Regions from separate parts of the Zea mays genome. Here region 2 is linked to region 1. The links are chromatin contacts, called in public Hi-C maps. All regions are on one chromosome and are shown on one strand. The core of a region is the stretch at or near the end of the contact, and the rest is flanking DNA. Distances in the headings are between cores, read along the strand shown. Region 1 holds the start of LOC100384592. Region 2 has its middle 39 kb from the start of LOC111590253.

Region 1 (5,590 bases), core at 2,272-4,771:
AGCTTCATACTGATATGCACAGTCATCATCGTTCAGTGGAATTTCTCGAATTGCTTGGTTTCCTCTATCAATGACCAAGAGAGAGCAGGTACTGCTGATGTATTGGACTTCAAAATCGGTTGAGAATTTTGCATCATCACTGACACTGGGCTCATCTATGTACCCTCCTCTAATTGATTTCCCCCCAGCAATGGTTGTAACCCCTAAATATTATAATACAGTTTGTCAAGAACTTAATCGACAATAAAATAAACAAGGATATTTACAATAGATATCTCCACAAGAAGATCCAAAGAAATTTTCCCTAAAGCCAGATTCAATTAGAAATTTAGAATAAAGATTGGTAATCTCTACTGAAGAAAGTAGATTGAATAGTTTATTCCGAAGGAAATTAGTTACAAGAGAAACATGAATATGCTAAAAGGATTTAGACATAAAAAACCAACAGTGATTCAGTGAAGGTCAAATAATTGTAGAAATTTGAACCAAATTATATTGCTAATCAAGAGTAGGGCTGGACAAAATGCTCGTGGTTCGCTGGCTCGCTCGGTTCATGGTCAGCTTGGCTCGGATCGGATCGGCTCGTTTGAATTTTTCACGAGCTGAGCTGACATTCTAGCTCGGTTCGTTAACAAGCCAACTCGCAAGCTAAACGAGCTAGCATATTCCAACAAAACGAAACTATATGTGTATCATTTACAGAATAATTGGTGAACATGTTATATATATGTGAGGTGTCTATGGCTTATGAATTAAACTAATAATTAATGAACTATGTCTATGTGTTAATTTGGTCTATACAAATATAATTATGGGTTAAACTGATAAACATGTATGTGAATTGTGAATTAATGAACGATGAATTATGCTAATTTGGTGTTATATTGACGTGGTTTGTGAAACTATGAGTATAATTACTATTTTCTATTGTTAAATTAGTTTGAAATTAACTAAAAAATAATTATTATATATATTTTATTTTTTATGCTCTGGCTCGCGAGCTAAACGAGTCAGCTCGAGCTCATAAACGAGCCGAGCCGAGCCGAGCTGACTCTGTGGCTCGTTACCTTAACGAGCCAGCTCGAACTCGGACGAGCCGAGTCGAGCTGGCTCCAGAGGCGAGCCCAGAATTTCAAGTATGAGTATTCAAAATTTTGGTAGAACATATTTTTTTTGACAATCTAAAATCACACTACTGTACTGTATGATCGGTTGAACGGTACAGAAATAAAGAATGCTAGTGAAAACCAAAGTTTAGACAAAATAGCTGTAAAATAGTATGATTTTATGCTTTTTATAATATTTTAGCTTATATACATAATATATATATATATATATATATATATATATATATATATATATATATATATATATATATTTGTTTTGCCAAAAATAATGAGTATTCAATTGAATACCCTTGTTTGCATATAGACCCGCCACTGGCTGGCTCGTTATCTACCCCTAATCAAGAGCCGAGAGTAGAATGCTGGTTAGATATCCTTCCACCACAATCTACTCTACGTATCAACTACTCTATTTATTTTGTAGTGATTTGTTTTATCACTCAAAGTCGTTTGAGCGTGGCTAAAAATTTTACATTTTCGAATAAATATTTTGAATAAGACGAGTGATTAAAGGTTTTTTAAAAAGTCAACGGCGTCATATATTTATGAATGAATGTAGTACTAAATAACTGCTGGAGAAACAATACTTCCAAATGGGCCATTTAGTTTACCTGTGTCACTGATCTTTCTTATTGCCATGTTCATAGCATCTGCAACATAAATGTTGCCCCTATCATCCACAGTGAACCCCTTAGGATGGTTCATCCTCGCTTCTCGCAGTCTTCCATCAACATGGCCAGATAAACCTTCTGGAGAACCAGCAAGGAGCTTTGGTCTGCTATCTGCATTGTTGAATCCAATTTCAGAAGATCCATCAGATTCTGATTGCTTGGATATAATCTGGGAAGCATCTCATGCTAAAAAAACATGAATGGCAACTTCATCACTATCCTAAAATAAAAGTCGTCTTGTTGCAGTGAGGGAAGTGAGACTGACATAGCATTTGCTCATAGTGGAGGTACAGTGTAAAATTTCCAATTGTACCTACCTTTAGTGACATGAGATGAGACAGGAGATATTGCTAACAATTTAAGGGAACCAAATCATAGAAACATTTTTCCTAGTGAAGAGGTCTATTTGCTCAACTTCTGATATGTGAAACAGGAAGTAAGGGAGCTGATTTCTCATATGCCTGATTTTGAAGGGTTTTTCAGGCGATGATAGCAGCCATTAGGTCTTAGATGTCGTTTGATTCATATATTTGTAACGTGAACAGTAATCGATAACGTTAAACCATGTTTGTTTAAATCCAACAGTAATCAGATACCACACTAGAAACTAATACCGTCATATCCAAACTTGTTACCGCTGGTAATCGAACGTGAATCATTACCGTTGCTATTTATGTTACATTTGGTGAACTAAACAACACCTTAAGTCTAACCATCTAGAAAACCAGCACTATACATCTACTTTCTCTTCTCAATCCTTGATTCCAGGCACCTGTGCTATAGGAAACGTGAGGAAGTAAACCAGCACATCAACAAAGGGAAGTGAAGGAGAAAAAAAAACCTGCACGAGAACGATGGTTCCATAAACATGGGGAACGATCGCAAACAGCTATTATTTCATATTGTCCATACTATAGCAATGAACAAAATAGTAGGCATTTCGCAATCGAGGAACAGCGCTTGATGAAGTCAGCATGCAACATCAGCCCCTACCAACCACCACCAATAACTCCCTCCCTAACTACTCACATCACCGAGGGAAGCATCATCGAGGGAAGCAGAATCCCATGAAGACTGGAAAACCTGAAAAGGACAGGGAGTGGTCGGAGGCAGAGCGTGCTCACATGGTGACAACGGCAGCTGGACCCTGTAGATGTTGCTGTTGATGGAGTCGAGCAGGAGGAGGTCGCCGGCGCGGTTGATCTGGGCGGCGTGCGGCTCGATCCCCAGCTTGCTGCCGTCGAACACCGTGTCCACCGCGTACCCGCCCTCGTACCGCACCATGGACCGCCCCGCCACGGACGCCGTCGCTGCCGCCGACACCGCCAGAGACCGGAAGAGCAGGCACACCCGGTGAGGAAACAAGAATCAGAGAGGGAAAAGACGACGCCACGGTCCGGCGATTACCCGTCTTGGTGGCGGCCGATTTGAGCGACCACAGCTGCTTGGCCACCGCCGACGCCGTGGTGGACAGGAGCCTGCCCGCAAGCCCTGCCATCCGACGTGGAATAAGACTAATCAGCAAAGGAAGCGCAGCGAACGAGACGGTGGGGCCGCAGAAGGAGCTCACTTGCGGGGTACGAGGACGTGGCGAACGCGGATGGGAAGAAGGCGCCGAACAGGAGTGCGGCGGCCAGGAGCGCCACTCGCCCTGGCGCCGCCATAGCAACCATTTGCTTACTTGCTCTGCCTCTGGGCTGACAGAGTAATGCAAGAACCAAGAGCCGAGAGAGGGAGGAGCTTGCAGGGGGGGAGTGGTGCCTGTGCTTATGGTGAAGGGAAACGTGAAGAGGGCGAGGAGGCCATTTGGGGACAAAGTAAAGAAGGTTCAGAAAGCACCAAGGATGCGGCCTCTTTTGGGGCCCGGCATTTCCCGCTCGCCGTCGCTGGGTGGAAAAGGAGGGAAGAGAGACGCAAGAGGGAGACAGAGAAGGCGTATAAGCGACGAGGGAGGGAAGAGTGACGAGAGAGACGACGAGGGGTCTGCTTAACGAGCACATTTTATCATTTTATCCGCGTGTCCATAGCTAAAAACCCTATATGGTGCAGATTTGAGTGAGTTTATAACCGTGGATACCGCTATGAATTTGATTTTCAATTCGATAGGTTTTTCCTCGTGGATATGAAAATGTTATACCCGTGCCGGTAAACCCACATACCCGTAATATATATATATATATATATATATATATATATATATATATATATATATATATATATATATATATATATATATATATATATATATAAAATTATAATTATAATTATATGCCCGCGAAAATACCTATGGATTTGTGGCACCCGCGGGTAGCGGATATGAGTAGCATATTGTACCCGTCATGTGTAACGGATACTGGTGTGGGTTTAATAGCAAACCCACGGATGCGGGTTTGAAAACCCTCTACCCACGGGTTTCAAACCCGTTGCCATCCCTATGTCTGCCGGTGACGCTCTCACCCGCTGGCCGCCACTGCTCTTATTACTCGCTATACCTGTACATGTGGGCTGGTGTGACGGGCACGACACAAGCCCACAAAAGCATATCACCAATTATGGGTCGTGTCGTGCCAGCACTGGGCTCAGCCGTCGGCCCACAGCACGACCCACAATTAGTTATGTATGCCAGACCAGCCCAAATAGCCTAGAATATCTTAGTGTGCCAGAACAGCCCATATACATACAACAATAATACATAAACATAAAGTATATAATATATAAAATGACCAATAGCTATTTTGTGGTTGTCACGTTATTACCTTTGGTCAGAAAGAAGAAAGACTACAACTAGCTCAGAAATAATATTTAGTTCTCTGTTCAATATTTAGTTGAGTACTATACAACCATAAGAAATACATATACAATGATCATCATCACTATCCCCGTCTTGCCTTCGAAGGCCCATTGAAGCTCTGGATTCTCCAAGTTGTGTTAGTCCTATGTGCTTTGACATGCCTTAGTTAAATACTAAGTCTATGTTTAGTGTGCTTCGATGGGCCTTAGTTAAATGGGTCGTGCCAGGCCGGCCCGTGGGTTTGACTTGAGGCCCAGGCACGGGCCACACATTGGGTCGTGCCAGACCCAGGCCCACAATTATGTTGGGTTATGCCTGGAATTGTGTGCTTTGAGTCGGTCTATTAGGCACAACACAAATGTACACCTATACTACTCGCCGCCTTGCCTTCGACTATACATGTCCAGATGGGTAAAATAGTGAGGTCTAAACATTTGAATAAGTTGCACACACCTATTATAATGTCTTTAGCACTTTGATTTGGTCTCCAACTTAGTTTCTTGAGAAAAGTGCCTTTTGACTTAGTTTGAGACAAAATAGGAATCATGGTGAAAAGATAAGAAAGATGTGAGTTTCCATGACTTAGTTCAATTGATTATACTCTAACAATGTTTGTCTACTCTAACAATGTTTGTCTATGTCGTAGGAAAGCTCCAAAGAACTGCCAAAACAAAGTGGAGAAGTTTAGCTCAAATGAGCTAAGTCTCGGCTGATCTAGGGCTCACCAGATCGGTCCGGTGGTACACCAGACCGAGTTACCAGAGAGCCCCTCAGGAGGCTTTGGGGGCCTAGCACATTGGAGCTTGCACCAGACCTCGACTACAAGAAAGAAGTTGTAACTAGGATTTTTTCTTTAAAAATCACCAGACCATGGTCCGGTGGTGCATCGAACCTCATGGGTAACGGCTACTTCGGGCTTTGACGAACAAACAATGGCTAGCTGACGTGTAAGACAGTTCGGTGCAAGGCAGTTATGGAAGCCACCAATCAGAATCCTGTAGTGT
Region 2 (5,590 bases), core at 1,804-4,303, 330 kb after region 1:
AAAGTGCGACGAAAGCCTCCAAGCGAGTGCTAACACTCCCTTCGAGGCTCGGGGGCTACTGTCGGGGACCATAATTAGGGGTACCCTCAAGACTCCTAATTCTCAGCTGGTAACCCCCATCAGCATAAAGCTGCAAAGGCCTGATGGGTGCGATTAAGTCAGGGATCAGTCCATTCGAACGACTCGATCATGCCTCGCCCGAGCCTAGCCTCGGACAAGGGCAGCCGACCCCGGAGGATTTCCGTCTCGCCCGAGGCCCCCCTCCAACGGCGGACACATCTCTGGCTCGCCCGAGGCCCTGCCTTCGCTAAGAAGCAACCCTGACTAAATCGCCGCACCGACCGACCGAATCGCAGGAGCATTTAACGCAAAGGTGGCCTGACACCTTTATCCTGACGCACGCCCCCCGGCAGAGCCGAAGTGACCGCCGTCACTTCGCCGCTCCACTAACCGGCCTGACAGAAGGACAGCGCCGCCTGCGCCACTCCGACTGCAGTGCCACTTGACAGAGTGAGACTGACAGGCAGTCAGGCCCTGCCAAAGGCACCATAGGAAGCTCCGCTCCGCCCGACCCAGGGCTCGGACTCGGGCTAGGTCCCGGAAGACGGCGAACTCCGCTCCGCCCGACCCAGGGCTCGGACTCGTGCTAGGTCCCAGAAGACGGCGAACTCCGCTCCGCCCGACCCAGGGCTCGGACTCGGGCTAGGTCCCGGAAGACGGCGAACTCCGCTCCGCCCGACCCAGGGCTCGGACTCGGGCTAAGTCCCGGAAGACGGCGAACTCCGCTCCGCCCGACCCAGGGCTCGGACTCGGGCTAGGTCCCGGAAGACGGCGAACTCCGCTCCGCCCGACCCAGGGCTTGGACTCGGGCTAAGTCCCGGAAGACGGCGAACTCCGCTCCGCCCGACCCTAGGGCTCGGACTCGGGCTCAGCCCCAGAAGACGGCGAACTCCGCTCCGCCCGACCCAAGGCTCGGACTTGGGCTCAGCCCCGGAAGACGACGAACTCCGCTTCGCCCGACCCCAGGGCTCGGACTCCACCCTGGCCTCTGCCGAACGACCTCCGCCTCGCCCGACCCAGGGGCTCGGGCTCGGCCTCGGCCATGGAAGACAGACTCGACCTCGGCTTCGGAGGACCCTCCACGTCGCCAACCTAGGGCGCAAGCCAGCCACGTCAACAGGAAGCGCCATCATCACCCTACCCCGAGCTGACTCGGGCCGCAGAGAACAAGACCGGTGTCCCATCTGGCTAGCTCCGCCAGATAGGCAATGATGGCGCCCCGCATGCTCGGTGACGACGGCGGCTCTCAGCTCTCTTACGGAAGCAGGAGGACGTCAGCAAGGACTCAACCGCTCCGACAGCTGTCCCTCCGCCAGGCTCCGTCGCTCCTCCGACGGCCACGACATCACACCAGCTGGGTGCCAAAATCTCTCCGGCTGCCACATCGGCATGTACTTAGGGCGCTAGCTCTCCCCCGCTAGACACGTAGCACTCTGCTACACCCCCATTGTACACCTGGATCCTCTCCTTACGCCTATAAAAGGAAGGACCAGGGCCCTCTTAGAGAAGGTTGGCCGCGCGGGGACGAGGACGGGACAGGCGCTCTCTTGGGGCCACTCGCTCCCCTCTCCCGCGTGGACGCTTGTAACCCCCTACTGCAAGCGCACCCGACCTGGGCGCGGGACGAACACGAAGGCCGCGAGATTCCCACCTCTCTCACGCCGGTCGCGGGCCGCCTCGCTCCTTCCCCCTTCGCGCTCGCCCACGCGCTCGACCCATCTGGGCTGGGGCACGCGGCGACACTCACTCGTCGGCCCGAGGGACCCCCGGTCTCGAAACGCCGACAGAGATATTGTTGTAAAATCTACTAGAATAGGCAATCAGAGAGTATGAATGATTGCGGTAACAATTGAAGTTAAGAATTCAATCTAGAATCATAACTAAGAATGCAATTAAATTAATCAACAAAGAGAGAGAAACAATGTTATCGCATTAATATGACATAATCAATCCTTTAATCATCAAGATTTATGTACAAAAGTGTCCACTAAAAGCACCACAAAGTTCTCCCTCAAACTCTTAAAAAATTCTAGATTAATCACGTAATAGATCTAATCTAATGACAATCTTATCTCTAATCTTTGTAAATAAAATCGGAAGTCTACTCTATATTTATAAGGACTTCAACACCTATTCAGTACAGACTAAAGATGGTAATGGGAACCCACTATTCGACAGAATATAGTAAACAACTATCTAAAATAGTTACTCCATTAGGGAATGGGTTTGGTCGCAATGTGTACACATGGGTAAATATCTAAAATTTTAGCCTAGCTCAATGACTTGAGTACAACTACATGTCATAGGCCTTGGGACACATGGCAAGGCAGACAACCAGCTAAAACAGTAAAACATATCAAGGCTCCAAGCTTCTGTGAAACGATCTTCGTTAATGTACAATCCAAGTGGCCAAACCGCACGCCCACACGTGCAAGATGAAAGACGATGGAAGGTCAGATGTTGCCACTCGGCACTCACCATTCACCCTAAACTAAATTTGGCAGACAGACACAACTCCACCACTTTAGATGGGTATGGATACCTTTCGAATATAGAATACCCGATGGGTCTAGGTATAAGTATGAAAGTATACCCACGCACAGGTACGTATATTAGAGCAAGATTTTTTTTTGTCTATCGAGACTAGATCTAGGGTAGCAAAACTCGATGGCTCTTCGCCCTTGCCATTGCGCGGACTACAAACTCCTCGTCGGCTCACCAGCCACACGAAGGATTATCCGGTTGCTTCTAGATCGAAACGGATGAAATTTTCTTCTATTTAATTTGGACTAGAGAGAAATTTAATCTCTTTAACTTAGAAACAACCGAACAAGCTCGGGCCAGCGCAAAGCCTGGTCAGCCGCCATGGCCTGCTGCCTCCCGCGCTGGACCATGGCCCCAGCCTGGGCCGCCACCCTCCATGCGTGACTGGGCCTGGCGCTTCCAGGCGGCCCGGGCCAGGCCGTTAGCTTCCACGCGCGATTGGGCCTGGTGCTCCTGGCCGACAGCCTCCAGGCGACACACGCACGCACGCAGCGAGCGTCCCTGTGCACAGGCCGCACTGTCCAATGTGGTACAGGCTGAAAAGATAAGCATGCTGCATACATGCAACATGCAAGCTCGTGCTGGTTGCTGGCTTGCTTCTAGCACATGCTTCGTCTCAGCGGCGGAGCGCTCGGTATGGCCGAGTATGGCTCTCGCCATACCTTGCCTCAGGCCACTTGTATTATTCAATATTGCATGTAACCTTGCCGAGTCGCCACACGACACGTTGTCGTAACCCGCTTCTCCGTCGTCAGCAGTCGCCGTTCTAGCTCCCCTCTCCAGCTCTGCTCGTAGCCTGCTTCTTGGCTCACGGCTTGTCCGCTTAGCACAACGATCCGCTCTGTAGCCTGCTTCTTGGCTCACGGCTTGTCCGCTTAGCACAGCGCTCCGCTCTGTAGCCTGCTTCTTGGCTCACGGCTTGTCCGCTTAGCACAGCGCTCCGCCCTCTCCAATCTCTAGCTCCCGTGCGATCAGTGACCGGTCTTTGGTTGTAGCCCTCCTCAGCGTCCTCACTCTCAAGCGTCGCGTCCATGCATCGGTGCGGCAGCCCTCCCCGCTTCCCCCTCTCCAACAAACAACAATTCAGCCTCCTAACATACCTTATTTTTTAATTACGCTCTGCCACTGCTTCCTCTACTTCCAAATTACAAGCCGTTTACGACTAGGGATGGACAAAAAAATCCGTAACCCAAAACCTAAAATCAGAATACCTGAACTCGAACCTGAAATACTCGAAACCTAAATTTTATTCAGAAATTTCGTGTAGCAACTTGCAAAACCCGTATTTATTTCGGATAATTTGGGTATAATCAGATACCTGAAATACCCGAACGTTCATATGTCATGTATTTATATCATTCTTAATTATTAATTTGCAGTGTTCTTAAGCTCAAACACACTGTCCTTCTCTATTTGCAGTGTTCTTAAGCTCGAATATCTCGCGTGATATCTTAGCCAATATGACATCAATTTCTCTCTAAATTTAGTCCTAAAACCACTAGTACAGAGAAGCTCTATAGAGACGGTTGTGAACCTATTTACATTGACGTTTTCAGAACCTGCTATGCTAGGGGTCAATAGAAAAAATTATTTGTATACAGACAGATAACTGAGAATCGGCAGTGGAAATCGATTTCCACCGGCGATTGGGCTAAAAAATCGCTAGTGGAAATCGATTTCCACTAACGGTCGAGGTAATCTTTTTTAGGAAAATGGGTTTTAAAAATAGTAAAAAAACTATTTTTATTAGGGGAGGCCTCACAACCCAGGCCCCGCCCGCCGCCCATCTCAGTTCAAGTCGCAAGTCACAAAATTTTTCGCTCAAAATTCGTGTGCTACATGGTTGGAGGGAATCAAACCCCAAGACCTCACCCTCGTGTATAGCCCCTCTACCACTCCACCTATCACTTACTTCGTGTCTATATTGCGGTTTTGTTGTCCACATATTAGAACATCTGAGTATAAATTAACTATTTGAGGCTTTAAATGAATTCAAACGAAAATGTTGTCAACTACAAAGTTTCATAACTTTTTGAAGTCTTGCAACTTTTATTTTGGTACTTTTCTCATCCGAGGTTGTTTGCAAAATTTGGACTTTAAATATGACAAATTTAGATGTAATTTTTGAGAGCCGAAATGATTTCAAATAAAAATATTATCAGCTAAAAAGTTTCGTAACTTTTAGAGATCTATAACTTTTTTATGTTGGTGGTGTTTTCATATGAGATCATTTGGAAACTCAAAAAAAATCTGGACAAAAATAATTTTTAGTGGCAGTTTCTTAAGAAAACCGTCTATGGAAATATGATTTCCACAGGCGGTTTTCTTAAGAAACCACCACTAGAAATACCATTGGCTCTTGAAAACTGAAATCGCCTATAAAAATAAAACAACACATGTATCTCTAAACCCCACCACAGGCTTAGAGATCTTTTCTACTAGTAAACCTCAGTTCCTCCTAAAACTAGTTTCATCATGTCACCGACCATGTTCGACCTTAAGCAACATATGCACATGAACAACACATGTAACCATGTATGAGCACAAGTCCGTGACTTGACTTAAGGTTAATCTATCGAGTGTGTTACAACAATAGCATGTGCATGAAACACATATGCACAATCCAATGTTAATCAAAGCCACATGTTTGTACACATGTATTATGTCCCAAAAGCATGTAAATCACTTTGCGATGACAATAACAAATTATCACAATGTTTTAATGTTAGCTAACATAATATTTTGATCAGGCATGATTTCACAATTGCCATATAACTTATAAATTTTTCTTTGTTTGTTGCACAAAACAATTATCATGGAATTGCTACGCCAACAAGTTTTGACTAAGTGCAACTATGATTTTGACTAAGTGTTACCACAAAGAGTTATGCAATCTAGGTTTCAAACTTATCCACTAGGAAGGTAAAGCATATAACCAAGGTAACATAATATAAATGCAAATGTTTAAATGTGATAGTGATACAAA

The links. A called contact is a pair of places that touch in the nucleus more often than the background predicts.
Region 2: a Hi-C map of tassel shows a contact between it and region 1, with 4 times the contacts expected there. The contact joins the enhancer-like site here to the promoter of LOC100384592 in region 1. A contact is called at or near these places in 2 of 25 Hi-C or Micro-C datasets (ear and tassel).

The regions. Positions count from the first base shown.
Region 1 is chr9:35,941,435-35,947,024 of Zm-B73-REFERENCE-NAM-5.0, forward strand. It overlaps LOC100384592, which reads right to left and starts at 3,522. Exons shown (of 7, transcript NM_001397525.1): 1 at 3,366-3,522; 2 at 3,203-3,286; 3 at 2,920-3,105; 4 at 1,736-1,906; 5 at 1-203. The coding sequence starts at 3,468.
Region 2 is chr9:36,268,473-36,274,062 of Zm-B73-REFERENCE-NAM-5.0, forward strand. No RefSeq gene overlaps it. Among protein-coding and RNA genes, the nearest start is that of LOC111590253, 39 kb to the left of the region's middle. Within about 2 kb of position 3,054, at least 19 of the 20 cell types and tissues checked have an H3K27ac peak or open chromatin away from gene starts, as enhancers often do. A contact at or near this core is called in ear and tassel, where this site is marked.